Linked DNA regions of Mus musculus: all the other regions are linked to region 1. A link is a contact called in public ChIA-PET and HiChIP or PLAC-seq data. All regions are on one chromosome and are shown on one strand. The core of a region is the stretch at or near the end of the contact, and the rest is flanking DNA. Distances in the headings are between cores, read along the strand shown. Region 1 holds the start of Ift52 (intraflagellar transport 52). Region 2 has its middle 38 kb from the start of Tox2. Region 3 overlaps Tox2 (TOX high mobility group box family member 2).

What was found. ChIA-PET counts read pairs in DNA pulled down with a chosen protein or histone mark. HiChIP or PLAC-seq counts read pairs in DNA pulled down with a chosen protein or histone mark.
Region 2: an RNA polymerase II ChIA-PET map of memory CD8 T cells shows a contact between it and region 1, with 21 read pairs. The contact joins the enhancer-like site here to the promoter of Ift52 in region 1. A contact is called at or near these places in 4 of 115 datasets of contacts at active chromatin or transcription factors (bone marrow-derived macrophages, double positive thymocytes, embryonic stem cells and 1 more) and 2 of 9 other capture datasets (adipose tissue and pancreatic islet).
Region 3: a contact with region 1 is called in an H3K4me3 HiChIP or PLAC-seq map of the SCID.adh cell line, with 12 read pairs. The contact joins the enhancer-like site here to the promoter of Ift52 in region 1. A contact is called at or near these places in 6 of 39 promoter capture datasets (the C10 cell line, the HPC-7 cell line, embryonic stem cells and 3 more), 1 of 484 Hi-C or Micro-C datasets (nephron progenitors) and 3 of 115 datasets of contacts at active chromatin or transcription factors (the SCID.adh cell line, embryonic stem cells and memory CD8 T cells).

The regions. Positions count from the first base shown.
Region 1 is chr2:163,015,917-163,019,341 of GRCm38.p6, forward strand. Ift52 (intraflagellar transport 52) reads left to right here and starts at 1,437. Exons shown (of 13, transcript NM_172150.5): 1 at 1,437-1,617.
Region 2 is chr2:163,162,987-163,166,301 of GRCm38.p6, forward strand. No RefSeq gene overlaps it. Among named protein-coding and RNA genes, the nearest start is that of Tox2, 38 kb to the right of the region's middle. Within about 2 kb of position 1,720, at least 36 of the 459 cell types and tissues checked have an H3K27ac peak or open chromatin away from gene starts, as enhancers often do. A contact at or near this core is called in memory CD8 T cells, where this site is marked.
Region 3 is chr2:163,237,974-163,241,393 of GRCm38.p6, forward strand. All of the region lies in intron 1 of Tox2 (TOX high mobility group box family member 2), which reads left to right. Among named protein-coding and RNA genes, the nearest start is that of Tox2, 37 kb to the left of the region's middle. Within about 2 kb of position 2,123, at least 6 of the 459 cell types and tissues checked have an H3K27ac peak or open chromatin away from gene starts, as enhancers often do. A contact at or near this core is called in the SCID.adh cell line, where this site is marked.

The DNA.
Region 1 (3,425 bases), core at 187-2,686:
TGAAATTCGTATTTGGCCAGGCGATGGTGGCGCACACCTCCCAGCACTTGGGAGGCAGAGGTAGGCAGATTTCTGAGTCTGAGGCCAGCGTGGTCTACAAAGTGAGTTCCAGGACAGCCAGGGCTACACAGAGAAACCCTGTCTTGAAAAAAAACAAACAGAGCAAGAGAGAGAGAGAGAGAGAGAGAGAGAGAGAGAGAGAGAGAGAGAGATTGAGATTCATATTTGTATGTGTGTGTGTGCGCGCGCGCATAAACATGCCACAGAATACTTGTAGAGGTCAAGAGGACAATTTACAGAAATCGGTTCTCTACTTCGATTATGTGGGACTCGGGGATTTAACTCAGGATGTCAGGCTCAGCCTTTTTACCTGCTGAGCCATCTCAATTCAATCCATAATCCTCATAATAAACCTTTAGAATCTATCCTCAATTTACACGTAGAAAATGCTCCAATTAAGCAGCATGTTCAAGTTCACCAGATACAAGTCATTTCTCAGACACCGGACTTCGGAGCAGCTGACTCTAAAACCCTCAAGCTCCTTCTGCAACTTGGTACAGTGAGAGAACTGCTCCAGGAGCTGCTCCCGGTCTGGTGTCCTGGCACTTCTAGTACACTTACAGTACCGAATGATCCCGTGACTTGCCCAAGTCCAGATCCTGATCATTTGCATCCTTAATTGCACACTTGATCATTTGCATCCTTAATTGCACACTCTATTCAATTCTGCAGCACTCCACTAGAAAAGTTTCCTGGCTGAGACTTAACTCAATGGTACAGCTCACGATGTGGAAGGCTCTGGATTTGATCTTCAGTGGGAGAGAAGAGATCGTTCTCTTTCACACTCTTTCCCACTTTCTAAAATCGTCATAACCACAGTCGTGAAAAGTGCCTTAAAACTTGTGTATTTTAATATCCTTAACGCATACTGCTCTGTATTAAGACATAGATGAAAATAAAAACTGCTGAGCTTCCTACATGTGCCTGCTCCAAGTTTTGAGGCTGCAGAGGCTTTGACTACAAAGCCACAGACAGCCCTCTCTCAGTGAAGCCTCTGCGGAAGCAAGCGTGTTTCCCGTTTCCATGGCAACCGTTGGCCCAAGCCAGTACCTCTTCCCGAAACGCTTCCCCAGCTCCACAATAGTACTACATCTCCGGCGCGTCACCACTCCCTACCCCAGCTTCTACTTCTAAATTTTGGTAAGACCTGGCATTTTAGGTCTCCTGATCGCTACCCGGCAAGAGCCTGCCCGGAACCTGCGTCCAGGCCAGGCCGGGGCGTGGCTTGCCGCAGCAGTCCCCGCCCATAGGCAGGCCGGAATTCCCGGCCTGGGGACCTACCATCTTATTGGTCTTTAATAGCAGTTGCTAGCAAATGAACAATATAGGTTCCCTATTAAAAAGTGACTCCTTCAGTTTGGATACAGTCTTTACCGGGAAACGGGCCAGCCCAGCGCTAGCCCCGAACCCCTACCCAACAGCCCCCAGCGTCCGCAGCCACCAGACACAGCACGTCTGTCGCGCTGTCGTCATCACGCCACGACGGAAGTCACTCGGGGCCCGGAGCCACGCCTTCTCGGCGCGCGGCCTTGGATACCTGGCGGCCTCTGGCCTCAGGTAAGGAGAGGTCGGGTTGTGCGGGCCGCCAGGTCGTTGGTCTGGCTGGAGACGATGACGGCCTCGCCATGCCGCTCTGGAGACCCCTAGGCCAGCCTTGTGGGAATCCCGAGGTCGGCAGAGGTAAACTGAGGACGCGGAAGTGGGCTGGGAACTGGTCCTGGCGATGATGTAGAATTTCTAGCTCCTCGGACTGCGCGGATTTGTCGTAGTCCTGTAGAATATGAAAAAACCTAGGATGGGGAGCCATCAAATCAGACTCAGCTATCGTTGCAACCACGCTTGGTGTTTTTCGTCACTTTGGCAAAATTTAGTATACCATGTTAGATTATTGAAGAAAAAATAAGAGAATGGTTGGGCAGTGCTACCCAAATATTGTTTCAATATTCTTATTATTACCGATTTTTAAACCTTATCCTATTCTTAGGGAAACTCATTTCTAATTCTAATAGGACAGGACCCCAGATCTACTGCTCCTTCAGAAGGAGGTGGTGGGGTTAAACTACAGTAAACTGTTACCTCGAAGTGTATTCTTCCGTTAAGAGCAATTCAGTACTCAGAGAAGGGTATTCACTTTTCCCAGAAATCTGCTCCCACCCCAAATACGTCTCAAAAGCAGAAAAATATAAATCTCAGTACTGTGATGTTTGGGTTCTTTGTGGCACCGTGTAGTAATAGGTCAATATCACTAACATGATCGTTGTGACGTTCTAATCAGGAAACTGGAGAAGGCAGAGTACAGCATTGTAGGTACACAAAATGAAAACAAGCATGTTCAAGTACAGCTCTGTTAGCCGGCTGTGATGGCACACACCTTTAACCCCAGCTTGGTCTACAGAGAGAGTGACAGTGCTACACAGGAGGAACACTGTCTCGAAAAACCATAAATAAATAAACAAAGAAAGAAAGAAAACCGGCTGGTGAGATGGCTCAGTGGGTAAGAGCACCTGACTGCTCTTCCGAAGGTCCAGAGTTCAAATCCCAGCAACCACATGGTGGCTCACAACCATCCGTAACAAGATCTGACTCCCTCTTCTGGTGTGTCTGAAGACAGCTACAGTGTATTTACATATAATAAATAAATAAATCTTTAAAAAAAAAAAAGAAAGAAAACAAGCAAAAAAATAGCCGTGTCATGTGAAGTCAACATGACAAAATGTTTTCAATTTCATTGAAGGGGTTAAGGCTGCAGCTTAGTTAATAGACTGCCTGCATGAGACCCTGGGTGTCTGCCTGGTCCTCAGAACAGGGAAAAAAAAAAAAAAGTCATTTGAGAGGCAGCGGCATGGCGGCAATGTGCCTGTAATCCCAGCACCCAGGAAACTAAGGCAAGACATTAAAGAGTTCAAGGCCGTCCTCCACTGCACAGTGCATTAGAGGCGAACCTAGATTATAGGAGATTGTCTCAGAAGAAACAGTATATTGAAGGTCTCTCCTATCAGCTCTTAAAACATGGATTGGAATTGTGCAGTCGCCTAGTAATTTAGGTAAAAAACAATGGTACCCAATATGAGCATCAGAGTAGTTTCAAATGGACCAAAAATAGTTTATATATATATATATATTTCTTTTTTATTTACATTTGTTTGTTGTGTGTATGTGGTACTGAGTGCTCATGGAAGAGAAAGGACGTCATCCTATGGGTGTTTCAGGCTTGGGGGCAAAGTGTCTGCAACTACTGAGCCATCTCTTCAATCTACAAGTGGACGTAAATTTCAGTGTTAAAAAATTATATCATAGGGCTGAAGAAATGGCTCAGTAGTTATAAAAACACTGGCTGTTCTTCCAGAGGACCCAGCTTCAAATCC
Region 2 (3,315 bases), core at 470-2,969, 150 kb after region 1:
CCCTGGTGAATGGAAGGAGGTAGCAGTTCTGCATCCCCTGAACCCCACTGTCATGAGAACCCTTGCTATGGTTTATAGGCAGGGTTGATCTGTCTGTTCATTAGTAACCAGGTATTCATTGCTGTAGTAACTAATATGTTAGTGAAATTTGTGATATTAAAAAAAAAAAACTCGGACAAAAGCAATTTAAAGGATAAAGGGTTTGCACCGGCTTGAAGCTGCAGAAGGGTTATGGCGGCAGGAGCATGAGGGTAGCCTGTCACAACCGATCAGCAGATGGGATATAGGGAGAGAACAGGAAATGGGGCCAGGCTGTAAAACGTCAAAGCCTGCCTACTAGTGACATTCCGGCACGGCTCTGCTTTCTAATTATTTTTGTCTTTTTTTCTTCATGAATTTATATATTCACTTTACATCTTGATCGCAGCCCCCCTTCTCCTCCCAGTCCCCCCTCACACAGCCCTTCCTTATACACCCCCCTCTCATCTGGTAAGGGGGAGGTTCCCCCTGAGTACCAATCAAGTCACTGCAGGAGTAGGCACATCCCCTCCCACTGAGGCTAGACAAGGCAGCCCGGTTAGGGGTTTGGGATCCACGGGCAGGCAACAGAGCCAGGGTAAGCCCCAGCTCCAGTTGTTGGGGGACCATTATGAAGAACAGCCTGCATATCTGCTATAGATGGCCTGCTTTCTAATTTTTAAAAAAAGATTTATTTTACTTTTAATTACATGTAAATGTGTGTGTGAGAGAGGTTGGGGGATATGCACATGTGCGTGCAGGTACCTGGCAGAGGCCAGAAGTGGACGTCAGATTCCCTGCAGTTGGAGTCACAGGCACTTGTGAGCAGCCCAGTGTAGGTGCTGAAAGCCAAACTTGGGTCGTTTGCAAGATTAGTACCTGATCTCAATTGCCGAAGACTTCACTTTCTACAGATTCCATAGTCTTCCCACACAGAGGCGCCCCCATGGGGACTGGATGTTCAAGTACACGAGCCTCTGGGGGAATATTTCGCTTTTAAACCCTAACTTCAAGGATTGTGTTTACTACACTTGTGTGGCTTGTGATGGGCGGACCCAAAACTTCGCATGTGCGGGTTGTGATTGGCAGAAATAGAATCTACGCACGTACCAGAGCTGCGCATGCGCGGGTTGTGATTGGCAGGATTAGAATCTCTGTACCCCTGGTTTATAGAGGCAGACTGTGTTGGATTAGTCAGTCAGCTTCTTTCCTGTGTAGAATTCCCACGTTGAAACATTAGGTCCAATATAGAGGCGTCTCCCGCGTAGTCTCTGCTTGGTTTGTGCTGTCAACTTGAGAAATCTAGACTCATTGGTAGATGAATGACCCTCTGGGCACACCGTTCAGGGGTTATCTAGAACGGTCCAAGGTTAGGGTTTCAAACGTCTGTGAGGGATTATCTTGGTTACTTTAATTGCTGTGGGAAGACCCATCTTAACTGCGGGTGGAACCATTTCCTGGGCAGGGGACCCTGGGCTGTGTGAAGAGGAGACGGCAAGCTGAGCGTGCCTTGTTCTCTCTCTGCTTCTTGTCCACCGGATGCAGTGTGGCCAGGTGTCTCAAGCTCCTCATGTGACTCCCCTTCATGGTGAACCAGAACCGTAAACTGTAAGCCAGAAGAAGCCCCGTCTTCCTTAGTTCCTTTCATCAAAGTATTTTGATCACAGTGACAGGAAAGTAACGAAGACAGTGTCTGCCTACTGTGGTCTGTACCTGGGTAGAGCAGGCTTGGCTAGCTGCTGCCGAAAGAGCAGCTGCTGATAGGCCGTGGTGGTGGTGAGCAGGCAGTTAAAATGCCGGAGGTGGTTAGAGAATTCCAGACAGACTTATATATTAAACAAAACAAACCAAAAGCAAAAGCAAAAGCAAAACTAAAAACACCCAACTGTCTTAGTTACTTTTCTATTGCTGCGATAAATCACCAGGACCAAGAAAACTAACTTATAAATCAAAGTGTTTCATTTTGAGTTTACAGTTTCAGAGAGTTAGAGACCAAGACTATCATGGGGAAGAAGGCAGTACTCAGGCATGGTGCTGGAGCAGTAGCTGAGAGCTCACATTTTTGATCTACAAACATGAAGCAAGTCTCTCTCTCACTCTCTCTCTCTCTCTCTCTCTCTCTCTCTCTCTCTCTCTCTCTCCCTCCCTCCCTCCCTCCCTCCCTCCTTCCCTTCCTCCCTCTCTCTCTCTCTCCCCCTCCCTCCCTCCCTCTCCCTCCCTCTCCCTCCCTCTCCCTCCCTCCTAACCTGGGAATGGTGATGTCTTTTGAAACTTCAAAGTCGCCCCCAGAGATAACACCTCCTCCAACAAGGCCACTCCTCCTAGTCCTTTCCAAAACAACCTATGGGGGCCATTCTCGAGATTCTCATTCAAACCACCTAGGCAACCCCATAGATCAACAGTAGGAGACAGCTGAAGAATCCCAGAGAGCAAAGAAGACAGTACAAAGACAGGATAATGTTTGCAAACCTTGGTCACTGGCAGATTTCAGAGAGCCACCAAGGGCTAAAGCATTGTGGGTCCTGACATCAACACTCAGAAGCCCTAAGAGGAGCTGTGAGTGCTGGCATTCTGTGACCAGAAGAATAAGTTCCTGCCTGAGCAGGAAGCCACAGGCTGGGGGTCCTGGAGCTACTACCAGTCTCCAGGTCTGAAGGCTCACAGCCTGGATCCCCAGGGTTTGGAAGCTCAGCTCAGCAGTCTTTGGAACTCGGGGCCACCAACCCGAAGGGACTTTCTCTGTGCTTACCAGTGATTCCTTTCTGGGCAGAGTGAAAAGAACCTGCAGCTAGCTAGCTGTGGCAAAAAGAAAAACTCCAGTGTGGAAATCTCTAGGGCAAAAGCCTGCTGTTTATTGACGCAGGATGCTTACCACATCCAGAACTTTATAATCTCGGCAGCTCTATTAAAAACATACAACGAAATGTGAAATGGATTTTAGCACCACATTCTATTTATTGCAACACACTTAAAATATCCTCATTTCAGCATGCAATCCGAGTAGAAATTTATTAATGAGATCTTTTCTGCTCTTGTCTTTTGGTAGTGTCTGAGACGACTCCTGTATATTTTACCCCGATGCTGCCCACAGTCGGAGTGTTTAAAAATGAGTGGTTGTCACCTTTGACAGCACTGCTCTGTGGTCTGAACCTGGGTTCCACTAAGACCCAGTGACATGATCTGGGGAGTGAGTCCCGCTGACAACGCTTGTCCCCTCCCTCATCACGTAGGCGTGGGAGATGTGCAGGTTCTGGTTCCACTCTGCAGAGTGGCCCCAGCCGGTCTCCCGGAAGAGAT
Region 3 (3,420 bases), core at 873-3,372, 220 kb after region 1:
TTGGCATTAGCCTAAGCTGGACCAGGGGGATGCTAGGGACACAGCTGAGGCCAGCTGAGCACACATATGTTAGGATTCTCATGGAGGATCCCGGGCAGAAGGCCACAAAGTCCTGAGCCCAATCTGATGGGTTCCCAGCCCTGCCCCTTGGCCAGCCTCATCTGGCCACACCCTGACCTACTTCCCAACCCCGGCCCCCTGCAGCCGAAGCCAGGCCTGCAGCCCCCCTCCCCTGGCACCGTTCCCCCTCACAGCGGCCAAATGAAAATGTTTGTTGAAAACAACATGTGCATAATTAAAGCTTAATGAGCGCTTGTCTGTTTGGAATGTGCAATTAGATTTATAATCGGGGATGGGAGCGGGCTCCAAATGGCTTTAAATGGAGCTGAGAGAGAGGATAATTTTTGCCATAAATCTGCAGTAATGTACTCGATGTGCGAGTTACCAGAGGCAGCACCAGGCCACCATGCTGTACCCGTTGGGCAGCTGCAGATGACTGTAGTGCTACAGTAGGGCCTGCCAGTGACTTTGGAGGAGGCTTTTCTTCGTTAGATCTGGAACAGCCACCTGCATGCCGACAGATCTGTAATTGAGTCCACTGTGGGAGATGGGACCTTCTGCTGAGTCTACTGCTCTGGCCCCAGGATGACCTGGCCAGGCAAGACTCCTCCGTCCTGAAAATGTCAGCAAGGAGAGCTCTGGGGTGCAGCATGATCCTCAATGTTTCCTGCTGTGTGCCCCAGAACCTCAGAGCACGTCACAAGGCTTCAGTAAGCATTTGGTAAATGAATGGATAGTTCTATGTCGGGTTCTTGCCTCTTGCAGGTCTTTCTGTGTGAGCCTCAGTTTCCCCATATTGACACAGAGAAATGGATTTGGCCATTGCTGATGCTGAGTTTGCCCTGTCCAGAGCCCTGGGTCTGGGGCAGATGGTGGCTGGGCCAGAATCTAGATCAGCCAGGTCAAGCAGAAAAGGATCGCAGGTGGGGCTGGGTCTCAATTCTGTGGCAGAGAGTCTGGGGCAGTACGTAGGAGGCCTTGGGTTCCATCTCCCAGTGCAAGGGAAGCAGAAATAAATAGATTGTAAAACAAGCCACATGATGTGCTTTTGAGTATCTTTGTAGCCACATACTAAGGAAGTACAAGGAGAGGGGCGGGATGAACTTTAATGGTATCTTCTGGTGACCTAGGTCAGCTAAAGGGTTGTTCCTATGTGTACTTAATATAACATTTTTGATGAAGTACTGGACATTCTTGCTGTTTTTATGTCTTTGAGATCTGGTGTATATCAAATACTCAAACACCTCAGTGTGAACAAACCACATTTCTAGGAGTCTGGTGGAGAGGGCTGGGGTCCCCATCTGTGAGGTAGAGATGGGATCCACCTTCCAGAGGAGCCTGGCTCCGGTAGCACTCATCTGTGACTACTGTGGTGACTGTAGCCACCACAATACTTCTTGATGATTTCTATTGACTAGAACAATGTTACTAACTTCTGTGGGCAGTGGAAACAAGGGTCTTCCCAGGGCCCAGAGCTGAAGGGGTTTGCAACCCCATAGGAGGAACAACAGTATGAACCAACCAGAACCCCCAGAGCTCCCAGGGACTAAACCACCAATCAGATAGCTCCAGCCTCATATGTAGCAGAGGATGGACTTGTGGGACATCAATGAGAGGAGAGGCCCTTGGTCCTGTGAAGGCTTGATGCCCCAGTATAGGGGAATGTCAGGACAGAGAAGTGGGAGTGGGTAGGTTAGTGAGCAGGGGGAGGAGGGGATGGGATAGGGGGTTTTTGGAGGGGAAACCAGGAAAGGCGATAACATTTGAAATGTAAATAAAGAAAATATCTAATAAAAAATGCAAATATCTCAGGAGAGTGGAGAATTCAGTCTGCCCAGCATTTGAACCCTGGCAGCCTGGCATCTGTGTCTGGATAAACTATAATTGCACTTCTCCATGTGGTCGTGGGCCTGGATTTGCTCAAGCCTGAGGGTTCCCTTAGTTAGGCCAATTCTGATCCTCTCTCATCTGCAAACGTCTCTTTCCCCTCGCCTGTCTGCTGAATCTTCCATGTGATACCCGGCTCTCTGCAGAGCCCAGATCACAGCTGACACACTCTTGCTGCTGTCGACAGACCTCAACTCTGTCCGTGCAGACTGAGAGTTGTCACCGGCTGCAGCAGGCCTGGCAGGAGCAGAGAGCTGCTTTGAGCCTTTCTCTTCAGATCGCTGCAGGCACATCACATGGTGCCTTGCAACTGGCTGGGCTGAGAGCTGTGCAGCCTCCACTTTTGACCTGTGTCTCTGTGCAGAGCTGAGAATCAGCGGCTTTTTCACAGTTGCAGCTTTGGTACCCAGGCTTAAGAACAGGGTTAAAAGCACTGGCTGGCTCTGGGCAAGCTTCCAAGTACCCCGCATCTCACTTTGGTCATCTCCATAGTGGGGCTGCTGGTGGCGGCCTTGCTATTTCTAGGGGGTTCTAATGAGATGCCCAGGCATCGCTCTGGGTCTGGAAAGCTGGTCACTGGCGCATGCTCACAACGATCGGATGTCATGTTCCTGCTTTTTGCCTTGTCTGTTCCTATGTCTGAGCCCTGCCTAAGTGCCTCTGTTGAGAAGCCATCCTCCCTGCTTCTCCTCCCCTGCTAACCCTGTCCTGGTCCCTGTCACGGCTGTCATAGGAAACATCACTGCTTGAGGGTGAGATGAGAGCTATGTTCACTGCTTTACTTTAGTGTTACAAGTCAGGCTGAGGCTGGTATTGATGCTCAGGGAAGCATGGCGGAGTGGACTAAGATACTTAGAAAGAGAACCTGTGTGGGCTGGCAAATGACCCAGCTGTGGCCACAAGGCTGTTGAAGTAGGCCGTTATTGGTCACTTGGCTTTCAGAGGCTGGCCAATGCAAAGCTGACCGTGGCGGTCAGGATGGGCTATGAACTGGTCTGTGGTCCTCTATTGTGGCTTAGAGCTGGGGCTAGGGAGTGGCCATTTGTCATCTGAAAGGCTGGAAAAAAGACCAGACCACTTGACTGGTGGCTTCTGGAAGGCAGGGCCGTGTCTGATCACTACACCCCGCCTGATATCTAGTGCACTGTTTGCACATGGTAGGCAAGCAACCACCCCTCAGCATCCTCTGAACACCTGCGCTTCCCACGATTTCTAATTTCTCTTTCCCAGGAGGATCGGCAGCGCCTGGCATGTGGGGGCTGCTCTGAAGCACATAGGGGTTTAGGAACTCGTTGTTAGTTCTTGATACAACAGTGGCCCTGGCTGGCCTCACTTGGCACTTAAACCAGGACCAAGACTAGGGGAAGGGCAATTTGGACCTGGGGCTCAAAGAGAAGGATCTGACCATGAACTGGAGGGAAGCACTGAGCCTGTCCAGCTAAAGGAAAGGGAACCAGAATGGGTGAGACATAA